Linked DNA regions of Gossypium hirsutum: region 2 is linked to region 1. Evidence: chromatin contacts called from public Hi-C data. All regions are on one chromosome and are shown on one strand. Each heading gives the region's core, a stretch centred on a gene start, on an enhancer-like site or on the middle of the called end of the contact. The rest is flanking DNA. Distances are from core to core; before and after follow the strand shown. Region 1 holds the start of LOC107924437 (ethanolamine-phosphate cytidylyltransferase). Region 2 holds the start of LOC107897860 (50S ribosomal protein L18, chloroplastic).

Region 1 (5,846 bases), core at 1,012-3,511:
ATACTTCACAATTCATAAACAAGCAGACACATGCGTATCATCACATAAACAAAATAACGCGGTATACACTAGGTTTATATGTAGTACCACAACCATTTCATGCATACCAACACACTTGCGGACATTCATATACCTAGTCATCCTTATGTATACATATAATTCTCAAATAGCAAAGATCATATCAATCATATAACATTCAAAGCACATCCATGTATGGAGTATATAAACTCACCTAATGCTTATTTGCTTCATCAGCTTAGCTTTTCCGAATGCCGGAGCTCCCATTCTCCTAGCAGCTAAGCATAATAATCAAAGCCATAAATTAAACTTAACATTCCCACTTAAAAACTCAGTTTTCAAAAACATGCAAAACCCCTCAAAGGTTCAAGGAATTCTTAACTTCATTTCTCAATTTTACGAACACTAAAGGACTTAGGACTTTACCAGTTCACTAGATTTTTTACTTTTTCGACTAAAACCTCATGATCACCGCTCCATGCAGAGCTTCTCGGAATTATCACTTCTTTGGAGCAACCAAAGAAAAAGATGAAAAAGAGAATAAAATTAAACAAAATTGAGAAGATTTCACCCTGAGAATTCATTTCTCAACTATTTATAGCCTTTTACACACGATTATCAACCCTATAAAAATTACCCATCGATAACCATTTTGTCTCCCACTAAGAAACTAGTTGGTCTTAATCCAATTGAACCAGAATTGGGAATCAACTATGTCCAAATCAACCACTAAATTTTTCTTGATTTTTTAGTAAAACCTGTCAACTTACGAATTCTTTCAATTTAACCCCCAATTATTCCTAAATTTCAGACTTAAGGAAATATCAAGTGTAACAGTAAGTGTTAACTATTAAAGTGTTATCTGGTCAATATAGAATTTATGACACTTCTATTTCTCTAAAGAGATAAAATGAGTTTTTGAAATTTATTATTACCATATAGATACAATTAATAGATAAATGAAAATTTTGAAAAATCTAATCTAATAAATAATGAACAATTAAATAAAAAAGAAAAAAAAATATAGAAATTACATTAAAAAAAAGAGAAATCCGCACTTGTCATCATTACATGATTTTGGTCCTTATTATATTAAATATACTGGTTTTCTCACCAGTACAATGCACATTAGGGACGGAGCTAGGAGGTTGACAAAGGCACTACCCCTAAAATGTAAAATTGCAATATTGACTCTTTAAGTTTTACAAGATTTTAATTGAGTAAACAGTAAAATTATAATTTGACCCCTAAAATAATAAAATTATAATTTAATTATTTAAAAATTATAAAGATATAAGTTATTACAATTGTGAAATTGCATTTTGACTCTCATAAAATATACAAATTAATTCTATCTTCTTAAAAAAATTTCTAACTTCACTCCTAACGCATGTGATAAAAAAATTGCACAGTATAATATATGCCCAAAACATAGAAAAGATAAAATATGTGATGATATTTTGATATTAAAAACGGTTTCGAAGTCATATATATTACCAACATTTACATACTATTAATTAAATTTTTTAATGAAGCAATATATGAAAGAATTAATAACTAAATATAAAAAATTTGGTTTAGAAATTAATATAAAGTTGTAATAAAAAATATTAAAATATGTGCAAATAATTTGGATGGAGTACATCAAATCATATATATAATATAATTTAACAACAGTGTTTATTTATAACACAATTACATAAATATATTAGTTTAATGTTGTTTTAAAATAAAAAATAATATTATATATTAAAAGTAGATTTAACAATCATGAGTATATTTATACTTAAAAGTATTTTATAAATATAGAAGCATTTTAATTAATTAAATATATAAATCTTAAAAATATTTATTTATCAAGGGAAATGTATTATTTTGTTCTTAGAGAAATATTAAATAAAAATAATGTATAATGTAAATTAAAATAGTGAATTATTATTTTTAAATAAAACTTTTAAAAAAGGTAATTCAAGAAAGCAAGTATACCATTTTTAAATAAAAAATTTCCTATAAAAAATATATAAAAGATACATGATATGGTGTAATATATATATAATATGATTCTAAATATTTTAATTATGCCAACAAAGACTTGTATTTTTTTTTAAAAGAAAAGTTTATTTTGTTGTATATATACATGTGATATTGATGTATGGAAATTAAACCCGACCCGACTGCTTTGGGAAAGAAAACAAACAATTGGAAGGATATTTGTGAGAAAACGATATTGTTTGCAACTTGTTTAATTTAATTAGACGAAATGCAATACATACTGGGCCAGCTGCCACTCACAAATCCCGTGTGAGAGAAACGAGAGAAGGAAAAACAAAAAAAAAAAAGAAAAAGAAAAAAAGAAAAGGAGGAGACACGAACCCAGAATTAAAGAAAAACTACAGCAAAGAAAGGTAAAGATTCGATCTACCATCTTCACATATTCCAATTCTCACGCTTTTCCGTTTCCTTTCGTTAGAATTTGCAGTCCTCAAACTTAATTAGATTTGCCCATTTTTAACTAAAATTCATATGATCTGGCTTCTTGATTTTGCGTAAGATTCAGATTTAACACTTTCTTAACAAATCCAGTTTTAATTAAGCTTTTTCATACTTCTGAATTTCATTTTTGCATGTATTTATATACAACCCATAACACATTTATTAATTTGTATGTTTTACAAGTTTCAGATTCTCTTTCAATCGTTGCCAATAAAGGCCCTCCTTTCTGCCCAAATTAGAAAAGTGAAATTATATTAATTGCCTTTTATTTATACATAAACTTTCGTGTAAAGTTAGCCTGAAAGGTCTCTGAAATTTTCCTTTATTGCAAATCTTACATTCTTCTTCTTATCATTATTAATAAAATTATTATTATTTGGTATTGCCATGTTTTAGGTTCTGTGTCTCCTGTTATTGCGGTTCGAAGAGAGGATAGCAATGGAATACGAGAGTAACAATTGGATTTGGGACGGGGTGTATTACTGCCCACGTCTCTTTGGTGGCCTAATGCTAACGGCTGCCTTGCTTGGTTTGTCTACCACTTATTTCGGTGGAATTGGACTGTTCCCATTGTCATATGTTTGGTCAGATTCAGGGATCTTCCACAAGAAGAAGTGTGAGAAGAAGCGCATTCGAGTTTACATGGATGGGTGCTTTGATCTCATGCATTATGGCCATGCCAATGCGTTGAGGCAAGCTAAGGCTTTGGGAGATGAATTGGTGGTTGGGGTTGTAAGTGATGAGGAGATTATTGCCAATAAAGGTCCTCCTGTTCTGCCTATGGAAGAGAGGTACTAATGTGACTCTGTTTTTCGTTCGATATTTTATTTCATTATCTGTAGTTCATTTTTGCCTTATCCTTGTGTTTTGCACATATAAACACTGCTCTGTTTTGAATCTTCATTAACTCTAATCACATGGAAAGCATTCACAATGCCTTGGCTTATTAATGAAGGTTTTGAAAACTAGCACAGCTCAAAATACTGTGATATCCTCATATGTGAAAAAATAAATTTGTTGAAAGAAAACAGTGAGGAAAAAGATTATATATGTACGTGTGTGCGTGCGTGTGTGCATGCATGCATGCAAGTCTATATATATCCAACTCTGAAGTATGAGAATCAAGAAGCCTAATAAATTGTAACAGATTAGCTGTTTTACAATGGAACCTTCACATGCATGTAAAATCAGTTAATGAACAACATGAATTGCAGAGGCTAGTTATCTGGTGCAACAATTTCTTTTTCAAGAGCATGTAGGCAAGAAGGCTGTATACCTTAGGTATTATCTTTGCTTCTAACTTATTAAGCTGTATTGAAATTAATATCTCCTATGCAATAAAGTTCTCAACTTTCAACTTGATTAATCTGCATGCCAGTCTTTCCCTTGATGGTTTGTTTGTCAACTCGCTACTGTTGGTAAGATTTTTGTAATTACTGTATTGTGTGGTTCCATGGATCTCATTGAAGTTCTCTCCAGGCTGGCACTTGTTAGTGGATTAAAGTGGGTGGATCAAGTAATAGCAAATGCCCCCTATGCAATTACTGAGCAATTCATGAACAGTCTGTTCAATGAGCATAAGATTGACTATATAATACACGGTGATGATCCTTGCCTTCTCCCTGATGGATCTGATGCTTATGCCTTGGCAAAGAAAGCCGGCCGCTACAAGCAGATTAAACGCACTGAAGGTGTCTCCAGCACGGATATTGTTGGTAATAAAAATTTTCTTGAGATGTGTTCAAGATTCCTTTGGTTAAATCCTTTTCATCTACTAGCTTCTGTAAATTTCAGTAATTTCTAATTATTTCACTAATTATACATATGTAGGAAGAATACTTTGTTCTGTAAAGGATACTGAAGGGGGTGGAGATCATACTAGCACACTTTTGAATGGAGATTCAGGTGAAAGATGTCATTCACAAAGGGCTCAGATTTCCCAATTTCTACCAACATCTCAGCGGATTGTGCAATTTTCAAATGGCAAGGTACTATTTAGTTTCACACTAGCCAGCCTAAGAGAAACTAAGCTTCATATTAAGGATCCTTCAGAACTTTCTTTGAGATTAGCTCATTGATATAATTACTTAAGAAATTATAATTTTAGGCAGCATGAACATGGAATAAAGAGTGCACTCTTTAAAATCTGTTTGCAAGAAAGAGTTATAGCCTCAAAAACTCCAAAGTGCTTGGCGAGCCTATTACTAAAAATTATACTAAAGTTATATTACGTTTGTCAAGTTCAGTTGGTAAAGGCATACAAAGTGCTAATTCTCTCTCCTTTGGCAGTTGACAATAACAAGAAAAAGATGATTTTATATCATCTTTCTTCAAATTAGGCTGGTTGAGCTACTCATTTACCATAGCTATTGTCTTGTTATGACCAAACTGGCCGACTGCCCTTCTGGCTTATAATCCCTTTGCAATGTTTTATTAAAGATGTGTTCTGTAGCATCATGAACGTAAAGGTCTGGATAAAATGCTTATGTAAATCTTTTGCTTGAAAGATAATTTTTAGGAAACTGATTAAAGCAATTTATTGGACGGACTTTAAAGTATAATATGGATCAATGGTTTGGTGCATTCTTCACTTCGTTTTTCATTCTCTTTTTTTATCTCACTAGTAGTAATATTGTTTCAAAATGGCCTAAAATTCTGTCATAAGTCAATTCCCTAGCACAAGGGATGCTTGCAACCATTTCTTGTAAAAGTTTAAGCGCTATTTTCTTCTTTATCAGACGTGGGGGAGAGTGTGGGGGTATGGATGGATGTGGTGCCAATTTAGTTCTTTTGCTTTCTTTCTCCTTTTAACTGTATGTTTATGAGAATGCATGGCTCTCTTTGCATGCCAATCTCATTCAGTTTTTCTTCAGGGACCTGGACCAAATGCTCGCGTTGTATACATTGATGGGGCTTTCGATCTCTTTCATGCAGGGCATGTGGAGGTATTTCATCCCTTTGATACTTTTCTCTCATCTGATTTTTCTTTTTTTTTTTATGTTATTATGATTCCATAAATTTGGTGATTGCTCTCAATCAGATCCACATGTTATTCCAGTGTTGTTGTAAGATAAGCATTCTACTGTCTCATTGTAGCCTCTTTTAATACACATTTTGGTGCAAAATTTAAGCATAGCTTACTTTTATCTGGCTTGGCTACCATTGTCTGAATATATGAGCCGAGCAGCTAGCTGACATTGTTGCTCTATGGTGAGTAAATAACCCAACTGAAACTTTTAGTCCTGATGATAATTAAAATATAGGATGCCTATCCTGTAATGAGGATCCTTTAGATATGCACTTTCTCTATCAAATTTTAAACTAGAGTGGTGAAC
Region 2 (5,846 bases), core at 1,835-4,334, 420 kb after region 1:
TCATGAGAGAAGCAAAAAAGTCATCAAATACACTGCTAGATGATACGAAAGAGCGTTCTTCATGCTGTTTAGTAAAAGGATTTGGAAAAACAGTAAAAGGAAAGTTACAAAACGAAACAAGGAAAAGTGACAAAGTTCAAAAGAATGCTAACTGCACAACTTTTAAAATTGAAGCCCATGCTCCCTAGCAGAATCAGCAAGGGCTTGTACACGTCCATGATAGGGATATCCACCTCTGTCAAAGGCAACCTTTGTGATCCCTTTTTCCAAACAAGATTTTGCAATGAATTCACCAACTTTCTTCGCCACTTCCTGAAGCCAGAAGATTGAAAATTTTAGGCAATTTTATCAAATACAAGTTGGAAATGGAATAAACCATGAACAACCCATCAAGCAGATTTGGGCTAAGGAAATTGTACAACAAAAAGATCAAGCTCCACGCTGAAACAGAATGAAGGATGATGAGAAGTAAATTCAACTATGGACACAAACATAAACAATACGAAATAACTATCAGCACATACTCAACATGTATGGACTCAACAAATGAGATTCAAAATTGCAGGGAGAAGGTAATCGTAGGAGAGAATGGCAAATCAAGAATAATTGCTAACTCCCAAAAGGGCCTAATATTTGAGACAGTTGAAGGCTTAAATACCACTTCTTTCCATTTTTCTTCCATCCAGAATAATACTCACCAACAGAACTCAAGCACTTTTTTTCCTTTGGCATTTCTTTTGACCAATTGGAAATAAGAAACACACCCAAAAAACATAAATAACTGCTTATTAAAGCAATTTATTTGCTTAAGTAAAACAAGCAGGCCAATCAAAAACCCTTTAGTTATCATTCAGAACCAGAGCAATGAATGAAAGCCAGGTAGAAAAAGCTGAAAATGATTCAGCTGACAACTAAATTTATCTATGGACTCACAATGGTAGGACCAGATGTGTAGTTGAACTCCTCACAAATCGGTTTCTGCATTGTTGAACCGGAAGCTAGTGTGTGCATCTTTGAGTCATCAATGACTTGGACATAGAGATGCTTGTTCGAGCGGAAGACACACAGTCTTGGTCTATCTGGTGTCCCTTCAATCTACAAAAGCAAGAAACCCCCTGTAGTAAGATAGGGGAAACTCTGTATGCTTGAGGGACTTAAACCCATAGGAACCAAAGCCAATAGATTTCACTATATCAATATCAAGTCCATTCGGAGAGGAAACCAACCATTAAGAAAGATGATGATGATGATCAAAAGAATCTCATTTATCCGCCCATCCCCCTCTTTTCTAACTTATTAAAGATAAAGTTTACACTTAACTCCCATCAATTCTTCTATATAAGAAGAAGAAAATATTATAGCTCTTATTTGTTTCTTTGGCACATAAAATAGCATGACTCTTACAAAGTTTTACCACAGCTTAACATAACAGGGTTCCTTAATCTAATATATCCTATGGACAAAATAATCTAACCCCATTTGGTCCCAAAACATGTACGGAAACATCATTTTTAATAAATGAGTAAATTTGAAAGATAATCAGTACTTGATAAGATAAGAAATGGGGATAAATGTAAAAGGAATTTGCATTTGCTTAATGAGAGTATAACTGATATAAGAAATAGGATTCGCTTTAAACAAATAAAATATAATGCTTAAAAAGAAATAGTAGCAACCTTCTTCCTAATGCGAGAATGGCGGGCCTCACGATCTTCCGTTCGGGTGCGAGCTTTGGCTTGAACATTGAGGAAGACAGAGGGTAAAGATGGCTGAGGGTTTGACATTGACAGCCTCAAGGGAACTCCTAAAAAAGAAGTCTGTTTATGATTGAGAGAACCAGCAAACTGTAATCCCGTAGTGACAGTCATAGTCATAGCCGTTGCAGTAATTTCCATACCCAGTTGAGATTCGAGATTCCTTAATGCTGTCTGTCTGCCTTTCAATTTAAACAAATATCATCAAAAACATACCCATGTTTATCATTCATTTATTATTAAACAGAAGAAACAATACGTCATACCTGCTTTCCAAGGCTTTAAAATGGGGATGTACTGGAAGGCAACGCAAAGAAAGCAAGTGTGGATAGTGCTATGAGTGTTGCTGTGAGAGGGGAGTGAAGTCTGGGAGGAGCGGGATTTGGATAAGAAAAGGGATAAAGCGTATGAATGAAATAAAGGGCATGTCCTCGGCCAGTTCGGCCTTGCTTGCCTGAACACCATGTCCTGTTCTCATCCCCTGCGTGTTGGTCCCATCACCTTCCGCCTCAACTCAAAAAGCCAAGCCCAACCCAATATCATAATTTTACATTATATACTATTTCTAAGCCACTGTTTTTTTTTTAATTATTTTAGATGGGGCTTTTATTAATAAGATAAAACATCTGTACAAAATAAAAACATATACCTATTATCCTAAGAAAAACGGCCCAAGATTTCAGATGGCCAAAGTTAAACAAATATCTAGATATTATTAAAGAATACTCTAGAAACGACACTTAATGCGCCGAACCATTGCCCAATCAGAATTTGATGAAATCTGTCTTCTCCTCTTTCTATCATTTCATTGCCCAGTTGACGATTTCATTTTTCAAAACTTTCCTTCTGAAACATTTCATTTTCTTTTTTTGTTTTGAAACTTTCTCTCTTCCATTCTTCATCTCCTAAAGCTTTCCTAATCTGGTTCACATACCCAATCGTACCTTTTTTGCTCTTCGGCATAGTCAGGGACCTCCATTTCCAGGTATATCTCCTTTTTCCTTCTTAGAGTTTCTGTTGCAAGAATATGTGCAAGATTATTTGCAGTTCTTGGTGTATGTTGGAATCTGATATTATTGGAGCCACTTATTTTCTGTTGGATATCATAAATATATGCCCCTACCAGTGATCGATCTTGACCCTTTATGTTGCATTTCTTTATTATTGCGAAGGAATCTCCTTCAAAGATGATTGACTGCCATCCATTTTCGACTCCTATTTGAACTGCTTTCCAACACGCTATTGCTTCAGCAGCAAATGCAGAGGTAATGTCATTGTGGATCTCTGAACAGGATAAAAGAACTTTTCCTTCCGCATCTCTGGCCATAATACCTGAAGCTGAACGGTTTTGACTCTCATTGTATGCACTGTCGAAGTTAATCTTGATGAACTCACAATGTGGGTGCCTCCATCTTTTGTTTTCTGTTATTATTACCGATTTTCTTTTTTCGAAACCAGTAAGCTCAGTAATGTAGTTACTGATGAAGTTTGCAATTTCTTTTCCGTTACTGACTTTTTCCTCGTGTATTCTTCTGTTTCGATCTCCCCATATGGCCCAAAGTGCGTAGCAGAAAAGGCGACCTTGACAAGGGGTGAGCTGTTCAAACACCCAGGTAAGCCACTGTACGAAGTCCATGCTCTGGTTCATTATAATATTCTGAAGTGATAGTTGTAATAGGCCCATTTGCCCGGCCCGTAAACCAAATCAAAATATAAACAAAATAAAAATTAATAACAGTCCAGAAATAGTCCATATACCTAGGCCCAAATTGTTTTTAACCCACTAGCCTATCCCAATTTCCTCAATCCAGTTAGCCTAACACTTAACCCGGACCCAAGGCATAACGCAGCCCAAAACAAAAATCAGAAGCAGGAAACACTAGAAAACCCTGGGCGCTGCATGACTGCACAGCCAGCACACTCTCCTCTCGTGCGTGTGCGACCACACCTTCGAGCCGCTCCTCACACGTGCCTCTGTACGATCATGTACCTACAAATGACAAAAGAAATAAGCAACAAAACAGAGAAAAGGGGCAACAGAGGGGATGGGGAGAGGATTTTTCTTTTTATTTTCTTTTTTTTATTTTCTTTGTAATGCTGGCCATAAAAAAGGGCCATTCGAATATTGTAAAGGACCACGCATTCAGAATAGAAAAAAAAGGTGATTTTGAATCCCACTTTCGCTGGTTTCTGTTTTCTTTTTATTTTCCTTCGTTCTTCTTCTTTACTGTGGTTCGTTAATAGTATGAAACAAAAGGCAAAGAGAGAGGAGGAAGAGAAATTCACCTGGTAGCCGAGACGTCGTTCACTCCGTCGCAATCGGAGTCGGGCGAGGGATTGGGGCCTCCAAGCGTTGGTTTGCTGAGCGGCGTTGGAGAAGAGTTACTTTTTTTTCTTCTCGTTTTTTTTATCTTTTGTCGATTCTTTTTTTTTCTTTCCTTTCTTTTCTTTTTATTTATTGTTTGCAAAACAGAAACGAAGGGAGAGGAGGAAGGAGACCCTTACCTTCGTGGGTGCGTCGATGAAGCCTTCTTCTCCTCGGCACGAATCGGAGTCGAATGGGAAGAGGCCTTAGATTTGAAATGGCAGAGAAAGGGAAAAAACGGAGGCGGCGTTCACCTCTCTTTGCAATTTTAAACCCCCGAATTTTATTCAGATTTTAATTTAACGCTTTTATAAATTTTACTTCATTTAAATTTTTATATTTATGATTCCCTTTTTATCAATTTATATTTTATTTATTTCATTTCATTTTATTATTCATATTAAAATGTTTGATATTATCTACGTTAAGTTATTTCATATATTACCTATTTAAATTGCTTTCTACGCTATTTTATTAAATGTTTTACATGTGTTATTTCTTTAGATTTCAGATCATTTCCTTTAAATTGTCTTGTGCAACGTTTGTTTAAATTGTTTGAAAGTGTTTATTGTAATCTATTATATGTTCTAGTTATGTTAAATTGTGCATCGTTAATTTTGAATATCTTGCATTATTCATTTTAAATCCTTATTATTTACCCCAAATTGTTGTCTAATTAATGGGTCTTTATTTATCAATGATTGTATTTGGATGATGAATATTGTGAGACTATTGCTATTGTGTGCACTTTAGTTCGCTTATTCGCTTACATATCATTGGCATCCACTTGCATAAATATTGTATTCGTATATTGTTGTTCCGTGCATGCTACTATATTTTATTTCATGTCATTGCATGTTTGATATAATCCACTTTATTTTATCCCCAAACAAAATAAATGTATGCCTTTAAGTGTTATACTCGCAACTATTCAAGAATAAAATTTCGAAAACAAGGCCATATTTTGCGTTTTGGCAATTCGAGAAAACTGTACCCTAACTTACGGGGTATCGATTTCTCGTTTAACTTAAATAGTAAAATATTCTTTTAAATTATGACTTTTGAATAAGTAAAATTTCATGTTTAGATTCAAGAGGATTGAGCCCTAACGTATTGGGTATCGATTTTCTTCGTTGAATCTAAATGGTCGAAAACGCTCTTTAATTAAAAAAACATAAATAAAAAGCTCATTCTCGAGAATTCGATGTGTGGTGTCCTAACGCATTGGATATGTCATATCATTTTCTCGAGATGAGGATTTTTCTAACAAATGAGAATAAAGACAATATTCGATATTTAGGAATTTTGTGAAATTGAACCTTAACTTACTGGGTTTTGATTTTCACATTTGACCCAAATAATCAAATATCCTTCTCAAATGGATGGGTTTTAAAAGTTAAAAGATAAACTTAATTTTGAAGATTAAAAATGTTGCGCCCTAACTCACTGGGTGTGACTTTTTATTTATTTGAAATAAGAGTATTTTATTATTCAATTTATTCAAGTTAAAAGGATTGTATTTTAAAATATTTTCAAAATTTTGACATTAAGACATTAAACAATCAATTCGGTACCAATTTTGGGTGTCACGAGGGTGCTAACCCTTCCTCGTGCGTAACCGACTCCCGAACCTGTTTTCTCAAATCTCACAGACCTAAAATTTATTTTTCAATGGTAAACCAGTCACACCTTAATAAAAGATCGGTGGCGACTCCCATCTTATTGTC

Evidence for each region. Hi-C and Micro-C count contacts between places; a contact is called where the count stands out from the background.
Region 2: a Hi-C map of leaf shows a contact between it and region 1, with 2.2 times the contacts expected there. The contact joins the promoter of LOC107897860 here to the promoter of LOC107924437 in region 1. A contact is called at or near these places in 4 of 34 Hi-C or Micro-C datasets (callus, leaf and petal).

What each region holds. Positions count from the first base shown.
Region 1 is chrD08:16,020,662-16,026,507 of Gossypium_hirsutum_v2.1, forward strand. It overlaps LOC107924437 (ethanolamine-phosphate cytidylyltransferase), which reads left to right and starts at 2,262. Exons shown (of 10, transcript XM_016854925.2): 1 at 2,262-2,423; 2 at 2,908-3,302; 3 at 3,991-4,226; 4 at 4,342-4,499; 5 at 5,385-5,456. The coding sequence starts at 2,950.
Region 2 is chrD08:16,436,893-16,442,738 of Gossypium_hirsutum_v2.1, forward strand. It overlaps LOC107897860 (50S ribosomal protein L18, chloroplastic), which reads right to left and starts at 3,085. Exons shown (of 4, transcript XM_016823443.2): 1 at 2,021-3,085; 2 at 1,677-1,936; 3 at 934-1,095; 4 at 9-312. The coding sequence starts at 2,219. The coding sequence ends at 163. LOC121220304 reads right to left here and starts at 3,390. Exons shown (of 1, transcript XM_041099980.1): 1 at 2,671-3,390. The coding sequence starts at 3,390. The coding sequence ends at 2,671.